Regions from separate parts of the Triticum aestivum genome. Here region 1 is linked to region 2. A link is a contact called in public HiCAR-type data. All regions are on one chromosome and are shown on one strand. The core of a region is the stretch at or near the end of the contact, and the rest is flanking DNA. Distances in the headings are between cores, read along the strand shown. Region 1 holds the start of LOC123053389 (chloride channel protein CLC-c). Region 2 holds the start of LOC123053387.

Region 1 (7,156 bases), core at 3,220-5,719, 350 kb after region 2:
GATGTATTGTCCGGAATGGCCTACAGGCTACAGCCATAAGAGAAAGGATGATGCAGAGTTTCAACTATAGATTAATTTTCCAAGTTATTTTATTTCTGTAGCAGATAGGATTTTGCTTATTATATGAAGGACTGTAAGCGAAGGGGAGCCTTGGCGCATTGGTAAAGCTGCTGCCTTGTGACCATGAGGTCACGGGTCCAAGTCCTGGAAACAGCCTCTTGCAGAAATGTAGGGAAAGGCTGCGTACTAAAGACCCGAAGTGGCTGGACCCTTCCCCGGACCCTGCGCAAGCGGGAGCTAACATGCACCGGGCTGCTCCTTTATATGGACTGTAAGCAACAGTTTAGGCAAATCAGCACAGCTGGAAAGAAATCATGGATGGTACCATACAATCTCTGACTGCTCGCCGAAAATTCTGAAACCTAATACCTCCGAAGACAAACTTACTTGTTTGAGATTTCAAAACGTCGTTATTTCCTTTCCTATACTACCTAGCAACACTGAAAAGGTGCCATAGGTTCTGTGACAGGCATGCAAATCATTTCAGAGGTAAGGATGCAAATTCCAGCAATGATCCAAGTAATCTAAATACCAATATAAGCTAGCATATTTTTTTACCATAAAGCAGGTATTACTCAAAACGTAATAAAAGCATGAATCTGAGTTAAATCTTACCTTGACAAAGAGTGTGCTGGGAGCTAAAATAGAGTAAGCGTCAACTCCATTAAGATATGCTTTAACTTCAGGGATGCCAGACCCAGCAGCAGCTGGTGCTATGTAAGCGCATAGTGCTGCAGCAGTGGCTCCTAGGACTAGATTGCAGCCTCCGTATGCCAAAAATGCTGTGAAGTACCTGCACTGGAAGCAGCACGCAATCGACAACTTCACATTACTCCATTGCTGCAAACCAAACAGTATGGGGAAACAACATACTAATGTATTTAAACTACACCTTATGGTAAAACAGCAAAAGCACCGGAGTGAAGCTTTACCTCTTCTGGAGCATAAGATCACCTGTGAGCACCAATTTGAATCCAGCAATATTCTCGACTGCAAGGTTGTTGAAGAAGCCAACAAGCCCAGTCAACAAGCCAATAAGAAGAACCAATGCCCATTTCAGGACAACATACTGAAATATCTGATTCTTCTTTCTCGATCGCCAGTCTTGCTTGAAAAGATCATTCTCCACAATTCTGAAACACACCGCACAGAGTTTTCAGAGCGCGAGTAATGAAACACGCCAAGTAGGTATACGGTATTACCATGTGCATTTTTGCACACCACGTTATTTTTTTCCCTGCAGAATTCAATCATCGAACTTATGCAACAGCCCTTTTTTTTACATTCTTGTTATCTTATATAGTTTTGCACATTGCAGTCAGTGAATAAACATCTAAATTCATGAAAACTTTGATAACATAAACAAATTACTGCTTGTTTGTGTAAATGGACTACAACTCCCCATTTTACCCCCTTTTCCCTTTCTTCAATGATAGCTTTGTGGTTTGTGCAATCGGCTCGACACTTAATGAGTGTTACTCGAAGTAGTACGTTCCTAGGATTGCATTCGAAAGAAAAATCCTGGCGTTGGACAGGTAAAGAACCTTATAATAATCCTAGATGACAGTATCCGCGTTCTTTAAAATAAAAAGTAGAGAGTTTAAAAAAAGTACAGTTCTGTATATACAAGACAAAAAGGATCACGCTTTCGGAAGGATAACGTATTCCCCTTGGAAATTGAGCAGCAGATGCCGACGAACTTTCTCGTTTCCAAGTCAAACATTAAATTAAAATCAGTGGAGACGGGGAGGGGGGGAGAGGGGCGCTTACTCGTAGTCGAGGCTCTCGATGGCGAAGACGTTGGCGCCGACGATGGCGATCTGGGAGGTGGTGTTCATTGTGCGCTTCCGCAGCAGCGGCTCGCGCGGGCCGTCGTCGTCGTACCGCAGCAGGGCGTCGGACGAGGCGTACCTCCCCGCGCCGCGCCACCCGCCGCCGTCCATGCTCTCTATGTCGTAGTTGAAGCTGCCCTCCCGCTCCGGCAGCGGCGACGGCGACGGCGGCGGGGGCGGGTGCTGGTTGGAGTTGGAATGCGGCGCGTGGTCGCCGTCCATTCTTGCTTCCTGGCCGTCCGCGCTGTTGCTGCTTGCTGACGCTTGCCTCCTCTTCCCTCCTTGGGTCCCTGCGCTTTATGGGAGGCGCGTGAGCGACAGAAATGGTAGTGAGTGAAAGCGCGAAACAATAAATAATAGGAAGGGCACGGGAGATTAAATCAGGCACAAATCGTATCAGTGGCGCTTCTTCCATCTACAGCATGTGAAAAAATCTGGGAAAAAAAGTCTTAGATCCGTCTGGAACACACGTGTTCCACGTGACTTTGACAGAAACTCAACGGCGAATCCTTCGGGTTTTTTCTGGTGGGAATTTATTTCTTTTCTTTTGTTTTGTTGCGAGAAGAACAAGAAAATTTCCGAAACTGATGGAGCAGGAAACGGAAGAGCCATCGCGCTGGCGAACCAGCGAGGGCCAGCGGACAAGCGCTGCGCATTTTATGGGCGGCCCTGCACGCGCACGCCGGCCTACGGAAATTTGGCCGGCCACGGCCAGCGAGCGACGCTGCTGTCGCGGCGACCCGACGAAAATGGCGGGGGAGCCGTTCACGTGCGTGCGCCACATGATTTCTCCCGACCTACTCGTACCCCGGCCGCTCCCCACCTAATTATCAGGTGCTCTCTGCCAGGTACTAAACGGAAAAGAAAAGAAAATATGTGAAGCTGACGATGCCCACCGGTAGGGAAGAAAACAACGGGCGCTGGTGGGCCCGCCTAGCTTGCCGGTGATATCCGGTGCAGGCGAGAGAGGTACTGTTCAGATAAAGACGCCGGCTGTCTGTCTCTTGTATGGGTCTGGACTGGTTTCGCGCCAAACCGAAATCAAGCCAACCGGAGAGGAGGTATACTCCTAGTTATTGTGGCGACATGGGTTGAGATCACTGTTCACTGCCATTACAACGTCACGCACGTACGAGTCCATCTTAGCCATCCCCTAACAGAAGCAAAAGCCATTTTCTACGTCCCGTGTTAGCACAAAAGAGATGGAGTCCCATTCTTGCACACCTGTCGATCTCTATTTAAATTAAAGAGTCCTAAAAACAAGGTCAAATTGGCAGCCATACACACCAACTAGTACTCCTAGCGGCCTCCCAACTACTGCACGTGTAAAGGCAGTGCATTCCCGCTTCGACGGGACGAATCGGGCTCGAGATCTTTCTTTCCAACGCCCACAAGAGAAGAATAGGGTTCGAGTCCACACGTCGCGGCCAGCTTTGCCGCCCACTCACGGCTCATCTCATCATTGTTAACTCGATCCTCCAGTTACCTTTCCGGATCGATCAATCAGCGGACCGTTTCGTTCATCTTCATCTTTATCCTTCCCACATGTGGACAAGAGGACAAGAATAGTCGCTCAAAAGAGAGTTAGGAGTAATCGCATCCTACTGTCTCTTTTTAATACTTCTACGAACTCAGCTAATCCATTGCTCGGTACAGTACATGTTATGACAAGGTTCGATCAAATAAGCAGGCCAACAGAATGCTACAAAAAGGGCACTACTGTAACTTGCAGAACGTCCGTGCTGCAATGTGTAGTAGAGCCAGCAGCAGAACGAGTGCTACATGGTCTAACACTTACTTCCTCCGTTCCATAATATAAGAACGTTTTTGACACTTTGAGACAGGGGGAGTATGATCTAAGGGTTCTAAACCGTGATGTCTGATATATCTCCTGGGGAGAGAAAACGAGACCATGTAGTTTTCTTTTTTGTTCAGATTTTGTGCTCCATATGCTTTCCTATCACAATTTGACGTCACGCCAAGGCCATGAACGGGTGTGGCTGCCACGTCGGGACCGAGCCTGGCCTTGTGTTTGTTTGCCGTTATTTCTGTTGTTGGGAGAAATTAAGCGGTACTAGTAGTTCTTAGTGGACGTACGTAGAACACTTGTAGCCACACCCATCGCCATAGCTAATTCAAAAGACTACCAGCATCTATTCCTTCCATCCGGGAATACTTGTCGGAGAAAGGAGTACATAGCATACTGCTCTTCCGAGAATCAATGAGCATGGTCCCGGCATGAACATGCTTGCTCCATCATTATCCACCACCCATGTCCTAACTCCGAAGTAACGGCAAGTTTGGACGGGAAACGAGAAGGAAGGGAATGCAAATTAACGAGCAGCGCAACATGGCTCAAGATGAAGCTCAAGATTACCTGATTGGACCCGGCGCCCCTTCACCGCGAAGAATCGCCTGCTCTGCTGCTCTCGTGATCAAGGGCAGGGCAGCCTCCTCCCCTGCTTCTGCTTCTCCTGTGGGAAACGATGGCGGAGACGGAAGAGTACGAGACCCGCAACCAGAAGGCGCAGGGCGTACGGAAGCCCGTGGAGAAAGTGGAGGGAGGGAGGGAGGGAGAAGAAGGCGGGACAAGTCACAAGTCAGGTGGCGGTATAAAAGAAAGAGACGCTAGAGACGATGGCGAGATCCAGAGCCGCGCCCATTGGCTGCCGCGCCGTTTCCCTCGCTTAAAATATATACTTACATCAAATGGCAGATCGTATATTGTTTTTTCAAGAAAAAAAATAAGACAGATTGGATACCTTCCCTTCCGATGCACTCGATCGCGGCTTTATCCGGGGTCGGCTCATCGGTGTTCCCAATCATGGCGCGGACGTGGGATCTGCTGCTGCGCTGCTCGGGAACGTGTCCCTCGTGGCGCCGGCGGGGCCCGCGGCCAGCACGGACGCGTGGGACGACTGATCCCCCGGTGGATGGCTGCGATCGACTGCACCGGCGCCCTGACCTGTCTGTGGTCTCTTTCGCTGTTTCTCGTCGGTGCTGTTCCTTCTTTTCTGACTTCATAATTACGTGTCTATCTGCAGTACTTTTCCTTCCGACCTACGAGTAGATTGGTCGGCTTGATCAGTTCTGAGATACGACTGTGCTTGCCGACCACCCGGTAACGGGGCATCATCGTCATAGGTACGTCGTGCATCACGGGGCGGCCTCGTTGATAATTAACCCGATGGGATGGGTTGCATGCATCACGGGGCGGCCCTTTTGTCAAATTAAGGATTGATAGGGACGACTCTTCTGTGGCAAGAGATAAAGATTCAAAGAAAGCAGCCAGAGGGATCTCCAAGGTCAGAGAAACGATGTGAATTTGCCTGACCTACGAGGTAATCCCAGAGGCACCGTTCGCCGTAATGTCATATCATTATCCCAGGCAGACACCAGGGAAACTTGCATGTGTCTTTAGATCAATTTCGCCATATTTTTTTAATACATTATAGACGCAGATGCTCATACGTATGCTAGGTAGTTTTTTTTTTTAGAATCACGGGAGCTCCCCCACCTGAATATATTGCTTAAAACGGCTGAAGAAACAGCAGAGGCACAGTGCATCGTGCAGAGAGGTAGGAACGCCACGAGAAGACATCCTCCTTATCACCCGTATCAACAAGACGGTGTGACCAGAGATCCAAATCTGATACTAGGTTTCTAATTGTTATTACAGAACATTGATCAACATTTCTAAAGAGCATGTCATTTCGCGCGGCCCAAATGCTGGAGAGTAGCGAGAGCAGGACGAAGGGCCATGCGTTCTTGGGCAGGTGTTGAGGTAGTGGAACGTCCCAAAGTTCATTAAGGTCATCATCCTGTGGCAGAACACCAACTTGATGCCAAATTCTGTTGGCGAGGGGGCATGTGATGAAGAGGTGAATGGAGTCTTCCGGTAGCGTAGCACATCGTGCGCATAAGTCCGAGGAGATTATATTCTTGTGGGCAAGATTCAGGGCGGTGCTTAGGCGATCTTTGAAGAGAAGCCAAGCGAAGATCTTTGTCTTGCGAGGAGCCTTGGTGTTCCAGATGAGGGGAGCAATGAGGTCCGTTTCTGGCCTTGCCATAATGGTGTCGTAAGCCTGCTTGGTGGAGAAGTCATGACCCTGTAGGAGGAACCGTTGATCTTCCTCCGACGAAGGCACGAGGTCCTGCAAAACAGCCAAAAGCGAGACCAGCTCTGTTTCTGCTGTGAGAGAGAGACGATTACGGACGTTTGTTTCGATATCGAAACACAAGATGTTAGCCACTTTTACCAGCTGTAGTGTTGAGTGTGAGAAGAGGTGTGGGTAGGTGGTAGCTAGGGGTTTTGGGGTGAGCCAGGTGTCTAACCAGAAGTAAGTATGCGTTCCACTGTTTGTTAAAACAAAGGAAATTGACTGTAAGGTTGGGATTTGTTGAGAAATCGTGCGGCGTAGAAAGGAGGTTTGGGGGCCCGAGGAGACTAGGGCAGTGGGGTGTTGCAGCTCTAGCCAGTCTAACCAGGGTGATTATGTGGATGAGAGAGCTTTGACAGCAAACTTCATTAGGAGACAATTATTTTGAACCTGTAGATTTTTCAGCCCTAAATCATCGAATTTTTTTGGCGTACAAACGTTTTTCCACGCAATCAGGCATTTTGCGCCCGAGCAGGCATCCTCACCAGCCCAAAAAAAGGATCTTCTCAGGGAATCAATGATTTTTAGGGTTTTTTTGGGGATGCGAAAGACAGACATAAAGTATGTAAGGATGGAGTCAAGGACGACCGAGATGAGGATGAGTCGATCGCCCCTGTCCAGGATCTTGGCATGCCAACCAGTGAGAAGTTTTCGGGATCGTTCAATCAACGGGGCGAAGGCATTGGATGGAGGCTTGGTCGGAGCGAGGGGGAGTCCAAGGTAGGTTTGAGGAAGGGGGGCGCGTGCAGTCCATGGCGAGGGCAGTGCTGGCAGCTAGGTTTTCATTTGCGTGCAGGGTTGCTAGGGTGGTTTTGGAGAAGTTTATGGTGAGGCCAGTAGCCTGAGCAAAATTCTGAAGGATTTTTTTGAGTGTGGCAGCGGCGGCGGGGGAGGCGGCTGCGATGATCAATGTATCGTCGGCGTATTGGAGAATGGTGGGGGGCAGGTGGGTATAGATGGAGTGGTGGAGATCGGGATCGGGGTTTTGGAGGATAAGTTGCTGGAGCGGATTGACGACAATTAAGAAGAGGTAGGGGGAGGCCGGATCTCCCTGGCGCAGGCCATTCTTACATGGAATCCAGCGACCTGGAATGCCGTTTAGGA
Region 2 (7,025 bases), core at 2,528-5,027:
TAGGCATTTGACTGATCACATGGTGAGAACAAATTCTGGTGTAAACTCTGCATCTGGTAACAAAATTAAGCTCCTGAAGGATGCTCATAGTTGGGCCGACAGTAATTTAATTGAGGACATATTGGCTGGCGTGGATAATGATGTTGGCCAGTCATCTGTTTTGCTGAAATCCATGGTCGCTCCTGACTTTCTGCCAAGGGAGGGTAGAACAACTGGTCAATCTCCTTTTGAGATGAATAAAGCACATGGTTCAGTGTCAGGAAACACTATAGCAGAGAATAAACATTCAAATGAATCACAACTGTTGCCACCGCAAATGAATTTAATCTCTATACCCCAGGAGCCTGAATTAGAAGAGTTTGATGATGATTACTTAAACCACCGGAAAGATGCATTGAAGATGATGAGGTATATTGCAAATCCTTGTATTTGTTATGGGTTTCACTAGCTTATGCATATCAGAGTAGGCTGCATTCATGCAAACCCAGACAAATGTAGGTCGAATAAATGCAAACTTTCGTAGCAACATACTTCTGTAACTCATAGAGTATCTTGCATCAGCATGATGGTCAGAATCTGAGAGACAAGATTAGCTAACTTTGACCCCTTGAATGTGCCGCACTCCTGACGTTGAGTCTTTTCGTGTGAAACTGACCCATTGTATTTCCTTTTGGTCATAGGGCTGCCACAAAGCATTCTCAGGCTGCCAGCAATGCATTCTTCAGAGGTGACCATGCTGCTGCCAAGGAACTCTCCCTCAGAGCTCAAGAAGAGCGGTTGGCTGCTGAAAAGTTAAATAATAAGGCAGCAGAAGAAATATTTCATCTCAGGAACAGCAACAATAACATTTGGAAGATAGACATGCATGGTCTACATGCATCAGAGGCTGTAACTGCATTGGAGAGGCATCTTCACATGTTAGAGTTCCAGCCACCAGGGAATAATCCAACTTCAACTGATGAATTAGATAAGTCTGAACCCACAATTGCTGTCCCAAATGAGGTTGCAGCAGAGAAAGTGGTGGTGTTTCTTCGCCCTAGACAGTCTGTCTTAGAGGTGATCACAGGTAATATATTGCCCTCTATTAACTTATTTGTTAATTACTCGAAACTTCTTGTTACCCCAATCACTGCCACATGAGGGCATCACTACTCTTTTGTAGCCGTACCTTGTGTAAGCAACACCAGATATAGTGAGATCTTATTGTTTTGCATCTTACAGGGATTGGCAGGCACAGCAAAGGACAGGCTTCACTGCCTGCTGCAGTCAGGGGCTTCCTTATTGAAAATGGGTACCGATTTGAGGAGCAGAGGCCTGGTGTTTTCTCTGTTCGCCCTAAATTTCGCCGCGGGTAAACCTGTGCAAGACTGAAACCATTCCATCAAGTTCCGTTGTTCGGCAAATAAATTTCTGTGAAATGTGCTGTCAACGAAATAGAACATAGGAATTTGGGCAACTCGTAGTTCGTGTATCTTGAATGTGGGAACTAGGCGTCGACCAGTTGGCTAGTGATGCGCTACCGGCTGCCCGCCCAGCCTTTCACCATCGTCCGAGCCTTGTGTTCCGCAGGGTGTGTGTGCCTGATTTTAATTTTTCTTAACAAATTGTCGTAGGGGCTAGTCCGTATGGGTCTCCTTTTTTTTTGTATCTTGAATGTAACAAGTTTTACAGATACTAATGTTATTGTGTAGCCATCTGACAAGAGATGCATAATTGTATGTAACTATATACAAGATGACAATCAAGGCCACAATGTACTGTTATTTTGCTTACTGCTGCAACCAAGGTTTCTGATTACTCTATGATTTGAATGCCACAGAATTTCTCTTGGCAGTTTTTTCTATCTTTTGCCCCATGCAAAACATTGCATTGGAGCATGTGCAGTGCAATAAAAAATAAGAGGACAAGAAAAGAAGTGAAAGAAGAAAGAAAAAAAAAACCTAGGTTCTTTTAGGAAATGTCATCATGGCTTAGCTTTATTTCACACTTCCTCCGTTCCATAATGTAATGCATATAGATTTTTTGAAAACTCAAACCTCACAAACTTTGACCAAGTTTGTGGAGGAAAACAATTACATGTAGAAAGCCAAACATATGTCATTAGATTCGTCATAAGATGTAGTTTTGTTTTTATATTTTTGATATTATAGATATATATAGTTTTCTCTATAAACTTGATCAAAATTTGCAAAGTTGACTTCTCAAATATGCACTGCATTAGGAACGGGGCAAACTAGGGTACATCATTTAAGTTAAAAAAAGACACATCATTCAAAAACCAACTGGTAATAAACCAGGAGGATTCTTCGTCCACAAACCCTAATCATACTAGCTAACTCGTGAGCAACACGGTTTGGAAAAAGGTCGCACACTAGGCAGGAGCCCATTTAGATTGGATCCGAGTGGAAATTGGTGTGGACTCCTAGTGGGCCAAGTGTTGAGCCCACGTCGGAGGTGTATATAAAGGGGAGTGGGGTGCACATTTTATGTTTGATATTTTTCTCCCTACCACAACCGCCGCCACTTCCGATGCCCCTATGCCTTGCGACCAGACCTAGCAGTCCACCGCCCGATGCTACTCCTCGTACGGGTGGATACCTTAAGTAAATTAAGGTATTAATTTACTTACCAACCTAGCAGTCCGTCGCCCAATGCTACTCCTCGTACGGGTGGATACCTTGGAGGCATCGCTATTGCTTCAGAAGGTAAGTAAATTAAAGTGGAATTGGTTCAGAAGGTAAGTAAATTAAGGTAATTTACTTACCTTAATCACAAGCTAACGCACTAGAATATTTATATCCCGTTGCAACGCACGGGCATTGTTCTAGTCAAACCAACTAAAAAAGCTTCACACACCAACATAAACTCATCAGATCCAAATAATCGGATGTGCAAGGACAGAAAACTCTTAACTTCATAGCACCGCCAAAAGAACGATAGTACTTTTATTCTGACAAAATACAAAGATCACTAGACGTTGAAGAGGAACATAAAAATCTTGAAGATGCGAAGTCCCCCTAGCTCGCAACGCTAAGATGGCAGCCGGAGGCGAGGGGACCAAAGATCGCTGGCGACAGCTGTTGCTGCGCCGTTCACGAATCTAGCGTCGTGCTAATTGATTTTGTCTAGGGAGTCTCCTCTCACTTCTATTATTTCCTTTATCCCACCTTCTAGTGCAAGGGTAAATCAGTTCGTGGGCTTTGGTGAGTATATTTTCGCCATGACTTTTCCTTGAATTGCTCGAGGGGATCGAAGGATATTCTGTATATGTATATTTTCGTCATCTTCTACCTTCCATAATTCACATGTAGCCTTTTTTTGAAGGTTTGGATTTCATATCATATGTTGTGCCAAACATAAAATAAACCGTTTGTCAAGGTTGCATCAAAATTTACCATCTGGAAATATATAGGGCGTAGAACTTTGACATACAAAAATGAGTTATTTCTTTTTGCGACAAAAAATAGGTTATTCTCGATAGGACGCCAAACTTGTTTCCCAGTAGGGTCCTGTTAAAGTACACAATATCTCAAAACCGCATAACTCTTTCCTTTAGGGACATACATTTTTCACTAGGCAAACCAGTGTATATGTTTTTGGTTTTCCTCGTCACTCCACCAATGTCGTGACATCGCCTCCATAATTTCCTTGCAAAAAGAAATCCTAGATTGACGTTTCCTTTAGAGGGACTGTAAAGTAATCTTTACGAAAGGAATTGAGAGGAAAAAAACCGAAGAGAAGATAAAACGGGAAGCACAGCGGTTCATCGTTCAGGAATTTGCCACGTGGCTACAGATTTTACGACACGCTCTGTGGCCGCCGTCCGGTGGATGCCCGGCCATAGCCATACAGAAACCCTGAGTACTGGGCCCAGGTGTCAGTGACACACACCCACTGCTCGCCCCCTCCCCCGAAACTGTCCACGCCCCCACGGAGCTCCGAGTAGTCGGAGGCAGGCAGCGATGGCCTCGCCGGCGGTGGCGATGCGGCGCCCGTCCCCCACCGTCCTCGCCTCCGCCCCTCGCCGCCGTCCCCGCCTTCACGTGAGTGCCCACTCCCGTCGCTCTCGTGGCGCCCGCCTGCCGAAATTGTTTAGGCCCGTACCGTATCTGCGCGTTCTGATCTGGTGTCCCGGCCTAATAATTTCCGCGCTTTGATGGCGGAATTCTGAGCTTCGATTATGGAATGTCAAATCCTCTTGGAGCGATCCAGCTAGTCCAGCAGAGTTTGACTGCCGCACCGTTGGCGAGTCAGTAACTTAAGGGAATCGGTTGCTCTTGGATTAGCTCCACTTGAAGTGAGCGGACAGGACCATTACGTTTAAGCTTAAGATTGGTAGGATTTGGTTTGTGTGATAATAAGCCTGGTGAACTGGCAGTTAGAGAGTTGTTCCTGTCACATTTTTATATATACATGAAACCAATACCGATATGATGACTGTTAACGATTTAAGTATCTACACCCTTATGAACACGGTGTTCTATTAAACATTAGAGAAATGAATCATGTACACACTCCAATCCGGCTTTGCGCAACTTCCTCACCCCAGTCTACAAATGATATCCATTCTGGAATTTGTGTAATTCTTGTCCTGTGTAATGTTTCTTATTTTGTGCCAAATTCTGTTCCCAAGCCTTTGCTTATTCATTTCATCCACAATGATTTGCAGGAGTATTCACCTTCCAACATGGGCTCCCCAAGCTCGGCTTCACGGTTAAAAGTTACTGCACTTTTTGGGTGGATCAAGGGAGATAGATATTCGAGAACTCGTGAACTGATCCCTTCTGCTGAATCGTACACTCTCACAGGGTCAGCCTCAGAGGTGTTTCTGTGTTTCTTGAGTCAACTCTTTTTCCAGGACTTGTGCCCCTGATTCATGGCTTTCTTAACCATTTCTTGATTTTAGGTGGACATGAAGCCACGTGAGGTATCGATTTCTGTTGTCTCTTCTATCATGGACATACCTCCGGCAGAATGGGATGCATGTGCAGTTGATTCAGTTGAGCCTGAAAAGTTTAATCCTTTTCTTACACATGCATTTCTCTCGAGCTTAGAGGAATCAGGTTCTGCAGTGAAGGTGAGCATATAAAGCACCATTTCTTGATTCCGTACACCCACTATCAGACTTTATACTCATTTCATGGTTCATTTATTCGTGTTAATATACTCCCAGAAATTTCAATACCTAATATCTCTAACTTCTGTTCTATCCCGATAAGCATGGGCCCTACAATTTATAATTGTTATGAGCCTCCTTGAAATGTCATGTCTTGTACTGATTTCAGGAAACAGGGTGGTTACCTCTGCATGTTGTTGCACGGGACGAGAGCGAAAATATTTTAGGTGTTGTTCCGCTTTACCTTAAAAGGTTTAACATCATTAACACAATATCATCTACCGTTTCCCTAATTTCTGTACACTTCCCTTCATCTCATTCATTGGCTGAACGACCACAATGTGCATTTGCAGCCATTCTAGGGGTGAGTTTGTATTCGATCAGTCATGGGCGGAAGCTTACCACAGCTATGGACTTGAATACTATCCAAAGTTGCAGTCTTGTGTCCCTTTTACTCCAGTAACTGGTCAAAGAATATTACTTCGGGATACATCCTACCGGGATCAAGTTTTTGATGCTTTAGTAAAAGCTTTGAAGAATTTGGCTACCAAGGTAGTGAAGTCAGAATTCTAGCAATATATTGTTAACAGTCTCTTGGCTACCGAATAATTGTAGCAAAAGTTACAAAATGCTATTGTATGGTTGTGCTTTGCTTCATATGGCAATGGCAATATGACATTTTGATACTCAATAGGAATCATTATTCATCAATTTATGAATCAGTTGTCTTTTCATTTACTCTAGTTTTGTTGCCATTTCCAATGAATACAACAGGCCACCAGGTTTAGTTCACTGAATTGGAAGGCTCTGTTGTCTTCTTGCAGCTAATGTTTCGAAATCAATGCTTTGTCTTTATTGAATTGTCTAACAGCGATAAGTGAATGAGAGTAATGAGAGTTTTATAGTCAGAGTCTCTTTAGACCTGCTGAATCTTCATGGTGTTTGCTAATTTCGATTTTGGGGTATACAATGTTATAATAGCATGTAATTTGCCTATGCATTTTTTATTTCATTGATAGCTTCTGTGACTCTTAAATAGGTGGAAACCCTCCGATCCACTGGACGAATTGACAATCTTTTGTTTTCTGCTGCATTTCAGCTGAATGTGTCATCACTGCATATAACTTTTCCATCTGAAGGTGAATTTAGCAAGTTGAAGGATAGTGGATTGTTGCAAAGAATTGGGCTGCAATACCATTGGACAAACCGGAACTACAAATGGTACGTTAACATGAGATTTATAGAACTTCTGGATTGCAGTGGTTTAAAGTGCTCTTCTGACCACATAAGGCTATGACTCAGGGCCCACATTTAGTCATAAGCACGGCCTGGTAGACATATAAACAGGATTACATCACAAACAAGGGCACCTACAATTTTCATCACAATAATGCAACCTCCAGGATTTTCTTTTCAACAACCTTCCACACTTGTTAACATATCAAGATCCCAGATTGTTGATAACTTGATATACCTTTTCTTTCATTTTATCTGGGACTTTATTTGGGCAGTGTGGTGAACAAGCTAGTAATACAATCTTCTCAGACATTTCTTGGTGGTTATGAGATTGTTTCCCCCCTGTTTGGGTTTACATCTGCATGACCATCCCAATGGAATAGTTGATGTCGGCAGATAATTGTAGATAAGCAAGAGCTTATATGCAAGAAATGCGAGTCCCTATGTTAAAAGTATAAACATTCTACCTTGGGATTTATGATCATGCCATTGCCCTCATTTGCTACTTTTGGAAATTTTATGAGCTTACATGCTATTGATTATGTGATTATGATATATCAATATTTACTGATATCTCTTTGTTCCACCCTTCAGTTTTGATGATTTTTTGATGGATTTGAAGCAGCCCAAACGGAAGAATATCAGACAAGAACGTAAAAAGGTTTGCCTTTGT

Evidence for each region. HiCAR-type assays count read pairs that join an accessible place to other places.
Region 1: a HiCAR-type map of leaf shows a contact between it and region 2, with 3 times the contacts expected there. The contact joins the promoter of LOC123053389 here to the promoter of LOC123053387 in region 2. A contact is called at or near these places in 2 of 5 Hi-C or Micro-C datasets (both in leaf) and 1 of 1 datasets of contacts at active chromatin or transcription factors (leaf).

Annotation. Positions count from the first base shown.
Region 1 is chr2D:397,402,962-397,410,117 of IWGSC CS RefSeq v2.1, forward strand. LOC123053389 (chloride channel protein CLC-c) reads right to left here and starts at 4,470. Exons shown (of 8, transcript XM_044476861.1): 1 at 4,270-4,470; 2 at 1,831-2,182; 3 at 993-1,193; 4 at 676-853. The coding sequence starts at 2,114.
Region 2 is chr2D:397,058,451-397,065,475 of IWGSC CS RefSeq v2.1, forward strand. LOC123053387 reads left to right here and starts at 3,778. Exons shown (of 12, transcript XM_044476858.1): 1 at 3,778-4,043; 2 at 4,670-4,822; 3 at 4,907-5,077; 4 at 5,286-5,368; 5 at 5,470-5,668; 6 at 6,216-6,337; 7 at 6,947-7,013. The coding sequence starts at 3,963. LOC123053386 reads left to right here. Exons shown (of 6, transcript XR_006425554.1): 4 at 1-408; 5 at 681-1,066; 6 at 1,222-1,802.